Regions from separate parts of the Sus scrofa genome. Here region 1 is linked to region 2. The links are chromatin contacts, called in public HiChIP or PLAC-seq maps. All regions are on one chromosome and are shown on one strand. Each heading gives the region's core, a stretch centred on a gene start, on an enhancer-like site or on the middle of the called end of the contact. The rest is flanking DNA. Distances are from core to core; before and after follow the strand shown. Region 1 holds the start of COL4A1 (collagen alpha-1(IV) chain). Region 2 overlaps COL4A1 (collagen alpha-1(IV) chain).

The links. HiChIP or PLAC-seq counts read pairs in DNA pulled down with a chosen protein or histone mark.
Region 1: a contact with region 2 is called in an H3K27ac HiChIP or PLAC-seq map of skeletal muscle. The contact joins the promoter of COL4A1 here to the enhancer-like site in region 2. A contact is called at or near these places in 16 of 47 Hi-C or Micro-C datasets (adipocytes, alveolar macrophages, brain and 10 more) and 2 of 2 datasets of contacts at active chromatin or transcription factors (alveolar macrophages and skeletal muscle).

The regions. Positions count from the first base shown.
Region 1 is chr11:76,995,624-77,002,169 of Sscrofa11.1, forward strand. It overlaps COL4A1 (collagen alpha-1(IV) chain), which reads right to left and starts at 1,786. Exons shown (of 54, transcript XM_021065910.1): 1 at 1,594-1,786. The coding sequence starts at 1,674. COL4A2 (collagen alpha-2(IV) chain) reads left to right here and starts at 1,262. Exons shown (of 48, transcript XM_021065909.1): 1 at 1,262-1,283; 2 at 2,431-2,518; 3 at 2,626-2,680. The coding sequence starts at 2,475.
Region 2 is chr11:76,916,382-76,922,090 of Sscrofa11.1, forward strand. COL4A1 (collagen alpha-1(IV) chain) reads right to left here. Exons shown (of 54, transcript XM_021065910.1): 3 at 1,185-1,274; 4 at 1,036-1,080. Among named protein-coding and RNA genes, the nearest start is that of COL4A2, 78 kb to the right of the region's middle. Within about 2 kb of position 3,305, at least 19 of the 83 cell types and tissues checked have an H3K27ac peak or open chromatin away from gene starts, as enhancers often do. A contact at or near this core is called in fetal skeletal muscle and skeletal muscle, where this site is marked.

The DNA of each region.
Region 1 (6,546 bases), core at 536-3,035, 78 kb after region 2:
TAAAACACTAGGTGAGATGTGTAGGGACGGAGCAGAGCCAGGACGGGAATGTAGTGGGCTTCCGAGAATGATGCTAGAGAAGCAAAGTCATCTCAACCCCAACAGTCAGAGTGGCTGTTCACTCTCAGAGTGGCTCGTTCTTTAAAGTCCTGGCTATTTGAAAGCTAGCTCTTAGAATTAGCTTTGATTTGCTACTATTATCCATCAGAAAATCTAAGTCTGAACAGAGCTTCCTATTTCCAAATACAGAACTTTCTCACGTTTCCTTGCCATGCCTCCTTGCTAAATCTCTTGGTCCAGATTTCTAGACCCAAATAAAGTGTTCTAGAGCCTTCTCTTTTGAAAGCATTTTGTCATCACGACCAGAGGGTGTTTAAATAACCAACCAGGGTGCCTGGCTAGACTCTGGGCTGGGAGAAACCATCTGAGGTTAACTGCTGGTGTCATCATCAGTCTTTTCCATACCCAGTGACCCGGCTGCCAGCCAAGAGCTAGACGCTCAATTCCAAGACTTGCATGCATTCCACCAGTTTATTCTGGAAAGGAACAGTTAATAGTTGATATGCAGTGAAGTAGAGTCTGTAAATATTCTGCCTGAAGAAAGGGGGGGGGGGACACCTAAGAGCAAAATTCAGATTTGAAACAGTAAAAGAGTGAGAAATGTGGAAAGAGGAAAATCGTTCTTAAATATTCCGGCAGGAAATGCAAAATGTGTTTCGAAGCCACACCTTTCCAGGGCTTGTCTACCGCGCTGTGACACTAGGGAACAGCTGAGGTCCTTCTTCCGTCTGAAGGGAAGGGAAAAAGGAAGAACAACATCAGGGACCGTCCCCAGCTGGACGCCTTCACTTTTGCAAACCGAACTCCCGGAGGAAATGAAAACTAGGAAAACAATTTGTGCATAGAACAATGAGCTGGAGTTTCATTTTGGTTTCACACTCAAATGTAATGTCATTATAACTGTTTTAATACAGAATGCAAGTCATCGAGTGGAGTATGGAAACGCTTGAAAGCAGCCCTCCAGAAAAGCCCCGCTTCTGTGCTTCAGCAACAGCAAAGTCGTGGGAAAGCAAAGATACAGCTGTTTCCAGGCAAACGGCCCAGAACTGTTCAGCATCAACCACCAGAGTCTCCAAAGCAGCAGAGAAACACGCCCAAAGCGACTCCCAGGCACATGTGTGGGGCCGCGAACGGCATGGGGCGCGCGTGTCCACCTCTCCGGCCCCCGGCCCGCTCGGGCACCCGGACCAGGTGAAGGCGCCCGGCGGCCAGGCGCCCCCGAGGTGCGAATTCAAATCCCGCTCACTCTGGGCACTCTCGCCCCGCGCCGGGCGCACCGAGTTCTGCTCGCTGCTCCCTGGCCCCGAGCAGTCCCCCTAACTCGCCCCCACCCAGCCCACAACAAAGGAGGCTTCCCAAAGGATGCGCGATCCAGCCCACCGGGGTCCCCGGAGGGGACAGGCCGGGAGACGGCGCCTGGCCGTACCACGCGCGACCCCGGGCCCGGAGGGCGGCCCCGGCCGGGGACAAAGGGGCCGCGCGGGGCGCCGGGGCGCAGGGCGGGACGCCGGAGCGCAGCCGGCGGGGACTCACCTTCGCGGCGGCCCGGCTGCTCTCGTGGAGCAGGAGGGCGGCGGGCAGCAGCAGCAGCCAGACGCCGAGCCGGGGCCCCATGGTGGCGCGCCCGAGGCGGCGGGGACGGCGGGGGACCGCGGCGGCGGCTCACTCTCGCAGGGCCGGGACCCGAGCGCGGCGCACCGTGCGGGGCGCGGCGGCTCGCGGCGGAGACCTGAGCGCGGCGCCGCGAGCTCCCCAATTTGTTGGGGGCAGCCCCTCCCCTGGGCCGCCCAGGCGGGCGGCGCCTCAAAGGGGAGGACCCTGCGGCGCGGGTAAGAGGCGGCGGGAGCGCGCGGCCGGGGGACTGTGGCCTCCGCGCGCCGGGACGCAGGGCTCCGCGCTCCGCACCCAGCGCCGCCCGAGCCGCCGCTCGCGCTCGCCGACCCAGCGGAGCTCCGAGGGCGGCCACGCGGGCCCGAGGCCGGCCCCGAAAGCCCGGGAGGGCGGCCGCGCCGCGGGGCCGCCGGCGACGCTTGTGCAGAGCGGATGCGCGCGGGCGACCGCCCCTGAAGCCCGGCCGAGGTGAGAGCGGCCCCGGAACGCGGCGCCGCGGGCGGCGGAGGCTGCGCGCCCGGCTCTCGGAGGAGGGAGGGGGGAGGGATGGAGCGGCCGCGGCGGAGCGGCCCCGACCCGGGCCTTGGTGCGCAGGCTCCCCTCGGGCCGGCCTCGTCGCGGGGCGGCTCTCGGTCACCCCAGCGGGAGGCGGGGCCGCACCCGCTCTCCGCAGTCCCGCAGACCGAGGCGGGCGGCGAGGATGCTCCCCCGACGCCCCCGACCCAGACCCCGCTAAGCCCGCTTTGTCTTGTCTTGCAGTCTAGGAGGGACGGATCGGAGCCCAGAGGGGCCCGACTGGGAGCATGGACCGAGACCCGCGGGCGGCGTCGGGCCCTGCCCTGCGACGGTAAGCGGCTTTCTGCCCGTCCCCGTGGGCCCCACGCGCGTGTCCTTCGAGGAATGGCCAAGCCGGGGCCGCACGCTCACGGCGCTTCTCCTCCCCCTCCCATCCAGGTGGCTGCTGCTGGGGACCGTGATGGTGGGGCTCCTGGCGCAGAGCGTCCTGGCGGTAAGTCTTGGCACCGGTTCCGGGCTATGATTCGCACGCCAGAGAAAGTGTTTGGGACACCGAGTGGCCTTGCCAGAAGGCAAGCAGCTTGCGCCTGCTTACACGCGCGCGCACGCGTGTGTGTGTGCGTGTGTGTGTGTGTGTGTGTGTGTGTGTGTGGTGTGCGCGCACCCGCGCATCCGCGTGTCCTGGGCAGGCCCTCCCCAGCCCAGGCTCTGCGAAAACGCGCTTCCCTCAAAGAACGGCGGTTTGCCCTCCCTTGGGTGCTGTGCGTTACAGGCGTGGGCTCTTCCTGGAGAAGGAATAATTAGAAACACGGCCCCGGGCATCCTGTTCCCTCGTTTGAGCAAAGGCCGGTGGTAGAAGTGAGGGAAGACGAGAGAGTCAGACACGTGGCCCTGAGGCTCCAGGCCTAGGGCCAGAACGGTTTGTGTGGCATAGGAAGCCGGCGTCTAGGTCCTGCCCCTGGCAGAGTTTTTGGTTCTTTTGGTTGAGGGGCTTGGGGGGAGGGCGGGGCCAGGAGGACAGGAGGGCTTTGTACTCCTCCCGATGCTGGGAGGAAACAATGGCCAAAAACAAGAGTTTCTCCCCAGATGCGATCTGGGCCTGGAAGAGCCAGGGTGGGGCTTCTAAGTCTCCCACTGGGGACACCACTGACCAAGTGTCCCCGGTCCTAGCCCTGCCATTCAAGGTGACTCTGCCAGCATTGTCTCTATGTGGTGATTGTACAACGGGTTTTGTGGGTTGTGTTTAAGCAGTAGGAGCCACTTTGGCGGAGTGTCATGTGGCACAACTGGCCTGTCCCAGGTGGGCTGGGTCCCTTCAGTGGAAGACTCGCAATATTTAAACTGGGACTGGACATCGGAGGGCGTTACCAGGCGTGCTGGACCCGTCTCCTCCTCTGTCCGGTGGAACTGGGTGGCTCCGGCTCTCCTGGCAGTCTCCTCCCCTCCCCTCCCCTCCCCTCCCCACTCTGGGTAACGTACACACAGGTACATGGGGAGCTGGGCTTGTGGTTTATTTGAGTTCTGTTATTTTCACATTGTTCTGTCCTCACAAACCACAAACAAGGCGGTGAGCTGGAAAAGCTGTCCCAACTTGGAAAGAACCTTTAGCCTGACTTTTCTGCCACCTTTTGCTCCAGTTCTGGGCCCAGACTGGGAGTCAGGAGTCCAGAGACTTTGACCAGAGTGTTCCAGGCCAAAGTTTTCTTAAAGCTCCGGTTTGTCCATCTCTCCTGCCTTTCCCCACATCCTGATTTAAGACAATCAGAGCCTAGATAGGCCACTGTCCCTTCTGGGTCCTTATGCACACATGACATACAGGACTTGGCCCCGGGCCGGGAGTCAGGGCAAAACACACACACACACACACACACACACACACACACACACACACACACACACACACACATGAGGTCCCTGCAAAGGAAAGCACTGAGTCCTGTTGAGAGTGGGCATTGGTTGGGCTCACTCTACCACACCCCTTCGTCCCCTGGAACCACTTTAAATATTCCTGTTTAACGACCTGAGGATGCTGAGTCCTGGGAATCTTACCTGGGACTGACCCTAAAGTGGAAGGAAAGGGCCTCCTGTCAGAAGACCTGGGTACCACCTGCAGCTCTGCCCAGGTCTCGTAAACCCTGAGCCAGGCTTCCGCGCTTGTTACATGTAACACTCCCCTGCACGCCTTCCTGCAGAGCCTCTTTGATGCTGCAGACTCCCCTCAGCCTCTGCCCTCTGAGCCCAGGCTAGGACCCAGAGCGTTGGTTGCTTAGCAGGACCTCTCAGAGTACAGGCCTTGGGCTGCCACGCTCACCTGGAAAGGCTGGTTAAAAATTCAGACCTCCGGTCTGCCTCTCAAATCTCTAAGCAGACTTTCCGGGGTGGCGCCTGGGAGTCTGCAGTCCCACTTGATGGCAAAGTTGGGGCGCCAGTGACTTAGAGGATTGGGTTGGAAGCAACTGGAGTCACTTGCCAGTTTATTTCATTTCCTTTGGCTTTAGATTCCACATCTACACATAGAAACCGATAAGTGCTTTTGAGCCCTGTCACTAGAGACATGCCACTATGTGTCACTCGGTAGGCTTGGAATTGATGATGCTTAGCGATGGCTGTCCCACTGCTCATCAACCACTGGCTTTAATAGCTGTGACCCGTGAAATAATGCCTTCATCCTTAACTATATTTATTAAAAAAGCTTTCCTAATGGTGGCAAGTTCAGCTTCTGCCCTGTTTGTCTGCCACACTCAAGAAACCTGTCTCTGCTCTTTTGCGCCAAGGAGTCTTCCCTGGGGTAGGTTGATGGTGTAGAAATTCTGCCTCCTGGAATACCGTGTTTATAACTGTCACCCATGTCGTTGCTGTAAAAAGGGCTACGCGTTGTATCGTAAAGAGCTTTGTAGCAGAAGTAGCTGAAAGTGGTGACAGCAGGCAGAGCCAGTAACGGTAATGGGCATTTGCTGTGTGCAAGTTGCTCTGCCTTTCGAGCATCTAACCCTCGCAGGAAAACGCTCACCTCGCTGACTAGCTAACTCTTACTACCCCCGTTTAGCAGAGAAGAAATCAGAGGCACGGTTTAAACAAGCTGCCCAGGGTTTCTGTCTTTGTAAGCGGCAGATTTGAACCCAGGCCCCTCCTCACTGCTCGGCTTCCCAGGGTCAGACTGTAAGTCAGCAGGGAGGGCACGTCCAAGTTCCAGCAGCCGAGTCTCCAGCTCTGGATGGGGACCAGCAGAAGAAAGCCCACACACTGGTCTCCTCTGCCGCTTGGTGCTGAAGAGCAGGAGCCCCGGGGCAGTGTGGTCTGGGGTCCGTGTGGGAGCACGGGAAAAGCAGAAGTGCCCTGGGCTGCCTCTGCGGTCAGGCTGCCTTCCCGAGGCTGCCCTGCCCAGGGCGGTGCCAGGGTGAGAGCACAGGTGAGCCAGCCTGTCCTAAATGGCCACCATCCCAGGCTCCGAAGGCAGGCTGCCTGGGGCACTGAGCTACTGCAGGGCCACGCTGCTTTTTATCTCAGAGATGGGGCAGCAGCCTTGAAGGTCTAAGCCAGCAGCCGTGTGATTGGGGGGGGCAAGAATTCCAGAGAACAAAGACCTTCCCCGAGATCAAATATGCCCTGGGCTGGGCTGACCTCCTGACCTCAGCTTGGGGGACCTCCGAGTCTCAAGGTACCCAGGGCCGCCAGGAGAGCCGGATGCACAGGTGCTGTGAGGCCCCGGGAAATGCTGGGCTCCAGATCGCCCTCTCTCCAGCTCAGATTTCCAGGGCCCCTCCAGGCTCTGGAAAATGCATTTACTGCCCCTGCATGCTGCTCCCAAGGAGAGAAAAGAAAAAGCAGGACTACATTCTCGAGTCTTTCTCTTCGCCTTCCGGTCAGCTTATGGATAAGTGACAGAATGCCTCCCATGCTTAAGTTAAGACTCGTGCAGAACAGGTCTTTCCCAGAATTCCCTGGAACTTTAGTCCTATTGTTCAAAACCTGGACCCCAAAGAAGAGGGGAAGTAGCACAAGGTTCCTCTCCTGTTAATGGAAAAACAAGCAAACCGCCAGCTTTCTGGAGGCTCTTAAAGTAATTTTCCCTGCACGGCTTGTGTGATGTGGCCGCAGTAAACACCGTCAGGGATTTGGCACAGCATCCTAGAACCAGTCGCAGGCACGAAGGGGGGATAGAGGGACCGCGGCTCTCCCACTGCCAGTGGGTATATTTAGCACGATGGGGTGCGGGGGCTGGGAGTGGGATTCAAGTCAGAAGTTCCAGAATAGAAAACAACGATTTTCCTTAAAATCATACAAATCAAAAGATCGTCTCTCTTCCTGAGGAGGGCGGGGGAGATGACTGGCTTCCACTAATGGATGCGAGAGAAAAGG
Region 2 (5,709 bases), core at 2,055-4,554:
GAAATGAAAAAGTTTTCATTGTGCGCAGGAGAAAACCTCACTTCCTCCCACTGTACCCACGTGGCTGAGGGGGCTGGACCCTAACTGCGGGCCTTGGAACATCTGCCCTAAGCGGGCAGAGCGTCCCGGGGAAAGACTTCTCAAGGCCCAGCCCAGGGAGGCAGGCGGCCTGGAGTTTCAGAGGCAGCTCAACATCAAGGCTGATGATCAGTTACTTCTAAAGTCAAGGCTGCACACCCACAAAATAACTCTGCCCTCTTCCCATCTTTTGTCATTTCTAGGAGAAAGACAGACGGACAGACAAAGTTGTGTTAAATGCACAAACAGTTGGCAAGAAGAGTATATGGCATGAATCGATTCACCGCGAGAAGAAAATCAAAGTTATTATGAAGTAGCTCAGATCTTCTCCACCCCACACGTCACGACGAACCCCTGCCTCCTGCCCTAAGGGCCCAGGGATGCAGGTTCTCGGGCACGCTTCCCTTTCCACGAGATAACAGTGACAGAATTGGAAGGCTTACATTTCACCGGGTCTTCCTATGTTTCTACCTCCAAGCTTGCGTTTCCCAGGAATGGGAGCAGCAAAGAAAGCAGAGTGTGAAGAAGGAAGAGGAAGTTTAGCTCTGAAAACTTCACCGCCTTTCACGGTAAGTGAAGGCATCTCTCTGACGACAGGTACGCGTCATTCCCCCCCCCCCCCGCCCCAATTAAACCCTTGAGGAAGGACAGATGGAGAAAACGCTGTGAAAAGGACTGGGAGGAGGAGAGCAGCTCTGGGCCCAGGACTGGAGGTCAAGGGCACAGGCTCCACCCATCCCAGGTCCTGGGGCCCCGCCCCCGTGCTGTCTGAGCTCCTGTCTGAGCTCCAAGGAGAAAGGTGGGGGGCGGGGGGTGCACAGAGAGAGGAGGAGGAGGGAGGGACACCCCAGGACTGTCTGCAGGCGGGAGGGTAGGCATAAGGAGCCCGACCCCAGAGGCATCGCTGGATCCCATCCCGCCCACAGTCGAAAGCGCTTTAATGACCCTGGTACTCACTCTTGTCCCTTTAGTGCCTGGCAGTCCTGGTTCTCCAGTGTCACCCTGGAACACACAGAGATGCCACGGTGACCACCCATCAGAGCAACAACACAGACCATCTCACAGCCCCCCGCGCCCCCCCACCACACCCAGGACGGCCAGCTCACCTTCTGTCCTGCGGGTCCCTGGGGGCCCTCAGGTCCCTGCATTCCCGGAAACCCGATGACACCTTGTAATCCTGGGAGGCCTCTTTCTCCCTGCGGATGAGGAAGGAGGACGTCAGACCAAGGACAGGAAAGAAACGGAGGAGAAGACTAGAAGTCAGCCTCTCGGAGCATCGCCCAGCACCCAGCCTGCCGCGAGCATCTGGAGAAGACGCCGCCAACGCTTCCCTGTCTCGGGAGACATTTTCCTGCCATTTCTTAAGCTTCTCCAAGGGCAGGAGTGCCCCTGCGTGTCCCCAGCGTGACACTTCCTACACACCGCTTTCTAAACGCTAAGTGGGTCCTTGGGTGAGTACGACGACAGACTGGTGAGGATTTTCTTCACCAAATTGCTCGTGGCCTCATTTGATGAGTGGAATCTTCTCGCCATCAGCAGACGCGGGGCTGAGACTGTGAGCAGATGTCATTCAGGCCTCCCATTAGCAGGATTGTGGGCAGAGCCCTTGGTGGGAGCTTCACCCCGAGATGCTGAGACTCCCTGTTCCATCCAGAGCCTGAAAGGCTTTCACGAGCTTCTCTAAAACGTGTGGGAGTTTATTGTGGGCGTGGGGGTTGCAAAGGTCTCTGCCCTTGTGGAGCAAAAAGAAATAAAGTTTCTTTTTAAAATAGTGAATGTTATTCGGGGACCACACAGGTGGCGGTAATTCGGAAAGATGGGGGGACTCCAGGCCCTGAGCTGGCCCTTAGGAGATGTTCCCGGACCAGGGATGGAACCTGAGCCACAGCAGTGACAACACTGGGTCCTTAACCTGCTGTGCCACCGGGGAGTTCCCAACCTCAGCTGATTAAAGAGCAGCAGGCATTGTGGAAGCCACAGGCAGGGGTCTCCAGTGTCCAACACTTTGCTCACAACCACGTTCGTTCAAAGCAAAGAGAAACCAACAAGCTACACATCACATAACACAAACATTTACGCCGCAAACAGCACATCACCAAAAGTTGCTTAAAGCTTTGAAACGTGGCATAAATGCAAGGATGTGGGAGAGAAACTCCCAGAGTTGTCCTTTTCTCCAAACCCAAACCCCTCAGCCAGTCCTGGTGCTTGCTGGTGAATTCAGCACCTGCTGCCTTTTTTTTTTTCCCCTTTTGGCTTTTTGCTTTTTAGGACTAAACACTCAGCATATGAATGTTCCCAGGCTAGGGGTCAAATTGGAGCTGTAGTGGCCAGCCTATACCACAGCCACAGCAACGCCGGATCCTTAACCCACCGAGCAAAGCCAGAGATCGACCCTGCGTCCTCATGGATCCTAGTCAAAGTCATTACCACTGAGCCACAATGGGAACTCCCTGCTGCATTTGCTCTGATGAGAAAATGGGCTTCTGAACTTGATCTCCAGCCACTTCGCCTCCCCAGATTGGGCATTTTGCTGGAAGCGGAAGTCAGGAGGCTGGAAGCAGCGTGTGAATAAATGGGAGCGGATTAAGCCAAACCCTAGAGGCTACCATCGCGTCCTAAACGGAGTAAAGAAAACTAAGGAGTTCCCGTCGTGGCGCAGTGGAAACGAACCCGACTAGGATCCCTAGCCTCACTCAGTGGGTTAAGCATCCGGCGTTGCCGTGAGCTGTGGTGTAGACCACAGATGCGGCCCTGATCCCTCGTTGCTGTGGCTGTGGTGTAGGCTGGCGGCTACAGCTCTGACTCGACCCCTAGCCTGGGAACCTCCATATGCCATGGGGGTGGCCCCACAAAGACAAAAAAAAAGAAAGAAAGAAAACTAGGCGCGGCCCTTTGGCACAGCTCCTTGGACCAGCTGCATCCAGGGATCAACCAGGAAGAACAGATGCTCGCGTCCCCAGAGCCCGGCCCAGGACTTGACACCGAACGCGGGCTCCTTCTCCCCGAGGCCTGCGACAGGGCTGGGAAAGGAAGACATCCTCAGACCAAGACGCGACCAATGCAAAGCTCCTCAATACACTGTCCCTTCACCTAAAATCACAACAGACAGAACTGCACAAACTCCTGGCGCTGGAGATGGCTTCTCACGGGCATCACACGCACCGCCTCCCTTACTCGGACGTGGGAAGGTTCTACCCAAAATAGACCAGAGCTGAACGGCACACAGCTGGCTGAAAAAGAAGTGAGCCCTGAATCGCGTATCCTCGGATAACCCGACGCGAGATGGGAGGACGCGTGAAAGGCACGTCAGCAGAAAAGCCTCCGGTATCGTCCCGAGAGTCGGGGCAGATAAAGATTTTCTAAGTCTCTTTTTAATCGTGGAATGCATGGAGACCCAGAGCCAGATGAGCTGATTCCTCCAAGTTTCTCACTGAGTCAGCATGAAAGCCAGAAATAGAAAGGAGGCCAGCTTCCCCCAGAGCTGGTGTTTTTTTCTAGGTCACTAGAGCAAGCTGGTTCCCAGCGAATTTTCAGTAATTCACCAGCATCGCATTAGCCCCTTTTATGTCCATTTCACAGATAGGGAAATGAGGACTCCAAGGCTTTACTGACGCGTCGCATGTCACTGGGTGACCCCTGTGTGCTCCTGGGAACAGACGCAGAACTCTGAATTCCCAGTGGGAGCTCTCACCGCGAGGACACATTCCTCCCCGAATGTCAGCGGAACACTTGAGCAAGCCCCGTATCCCAGGAGTTTTGAAATTAAGGAGCTAGAGGAAGTGACTCCTCTATGGACATGGATCTGGCCGCCTCACACATATTTTTTTAACTTTCCTCATCTTTTGTTCAGACAAAAGTACACACGATTAGTCTCATACCCTGGACCCCGTCCAGGGCTCTTCTGGGCAGCAGGGCAGGGCACACAGACAGGATAAGCATTCAAACAGCAATACAATTAGCTGGCAAACACAGGCCAAGTGATGCCGCAGCCTTGCAGCAAATCTCCACGACGGGCAGAGGGAAAGCAAAGAGCTGGGCAGGTTGTGTGAAGGTTCTCCCACCAGGTCTTTCTAAGCCAGACTCTGCAGCTGCAAGAGCGATGCTACAGTCGTGACTGCTCGTGCGCCGGGGTTGCTGGGGTTCGAGGCAGAGCGTGCAGTTAAAACAACTGAGAAACAGGACCCTTTCGACACCTCTTTGCCATGAGATCCTGGAGGCAAGAGGTCCACGGGGACGTGGTGGCCAGAGCAAAGCCCATGACCACTGTCGTCACCGCAGCGAGAATTTCAAGTGGGGAGTGAGAAGGGCTTCCACAAACGTGTTTTGATGCAACCACATTGACTAGTTTTATTCCAGAAGGTCAGTGCTGTGTGCTGTACTAATTAAAAAAAAAAAAAAAAAAAAAAAAAAACTTATGTCCCAACAATGGAATGATTATCACTGCATCTTCCAAGGATGAAAGTCAGAATTGGAGGAGAAAAAAAATGCTATAAAGATGAAAGAACGCAGCCATGGTGAAAAATCTGGGCATCAAAATTAGCCACTCTAAATTAGGCAGGAAAGAGAGTTCCATGCATGCAGCAACATAAAATTTTTACATCATGTATTACGTAGAGAAGGACAAATCTTTTTTAAAAACCCATAAAAGATGGGAATAAAAGGCTTTTTATACTATCTAATTATTTCCCCTCCTCTTAAAATCCGTGCTTAAACAAGTTCAGATGGAACCCGAACACCAACCCTGGTCCCCTTTGAAGCTTCGTCAAGAATCCAAATCCAAACAGAGTCCCCAGGGTCGCGAGGCTGAGTGTGTGAAACGGTTCTAAGGATGGCAGAGGAGACACCGTTACCAGCAACAAACCCTGAATTATCACGGATCCAGCATCAGCAGGCTTCAAAATCTTACTGTCTCTTTTAGTCAAACTTTGAATTAATTTTTCAAATTTAAAATCATGGAGTTCCCGCTGTGGCTCAGCAGTAATGAACCCCGACTGGTATCCATGAGAATGCGCTCAGTGGGTCAAGGACCCCGCGCTGCCGTGAGCTGTGGTGTAGGCAGCTCGGATTCTGTGTTGTTGCTGTGGCTGTGGTGCAAGGGCCGGCAGCTACAGCTACAATTTAACCCCTAGCCCGGGAACTTCCATATGCCACACGTGTGGCCCTAAATAGCAAACATAAATAAATAAAATCAATTAAGACACTACGATAACGGATGTTGACAGTGGGCTGAGGTCCAAAGGAAAACACCGCCCAGGCCCTGGGCTCCCCCTGGACGGGGCCCGACTGTGACAGGCAGGACCACCTGTCCCCAGGCCCGAGGCTTGCCCATTAGAGAGGAGAGCACAGCCAGCAAAGGATGCTTGTTGGACAGGATCTGCAGTGGGGTTTCCACCTCTCAGAAATAAGGATGTTAAAGGCAGCGCAAAGTAAGTATTTATTCATTCAGCATTTAGCACAAACTCTGAACTCAATAAAAGTGGGTAAATGGACGAGGATCTAAGCAGAAGCGGGACATGAGCTCAGCGTCAGCTAAGATGTGAGCTCTCTGTGCAGCCACTGTACAGTGCGGTGGCTGGCAGGACGGGCTGCTGGGTCCCCTTTTTCCAGTCCAGAGCCCATGGGCACCATTAG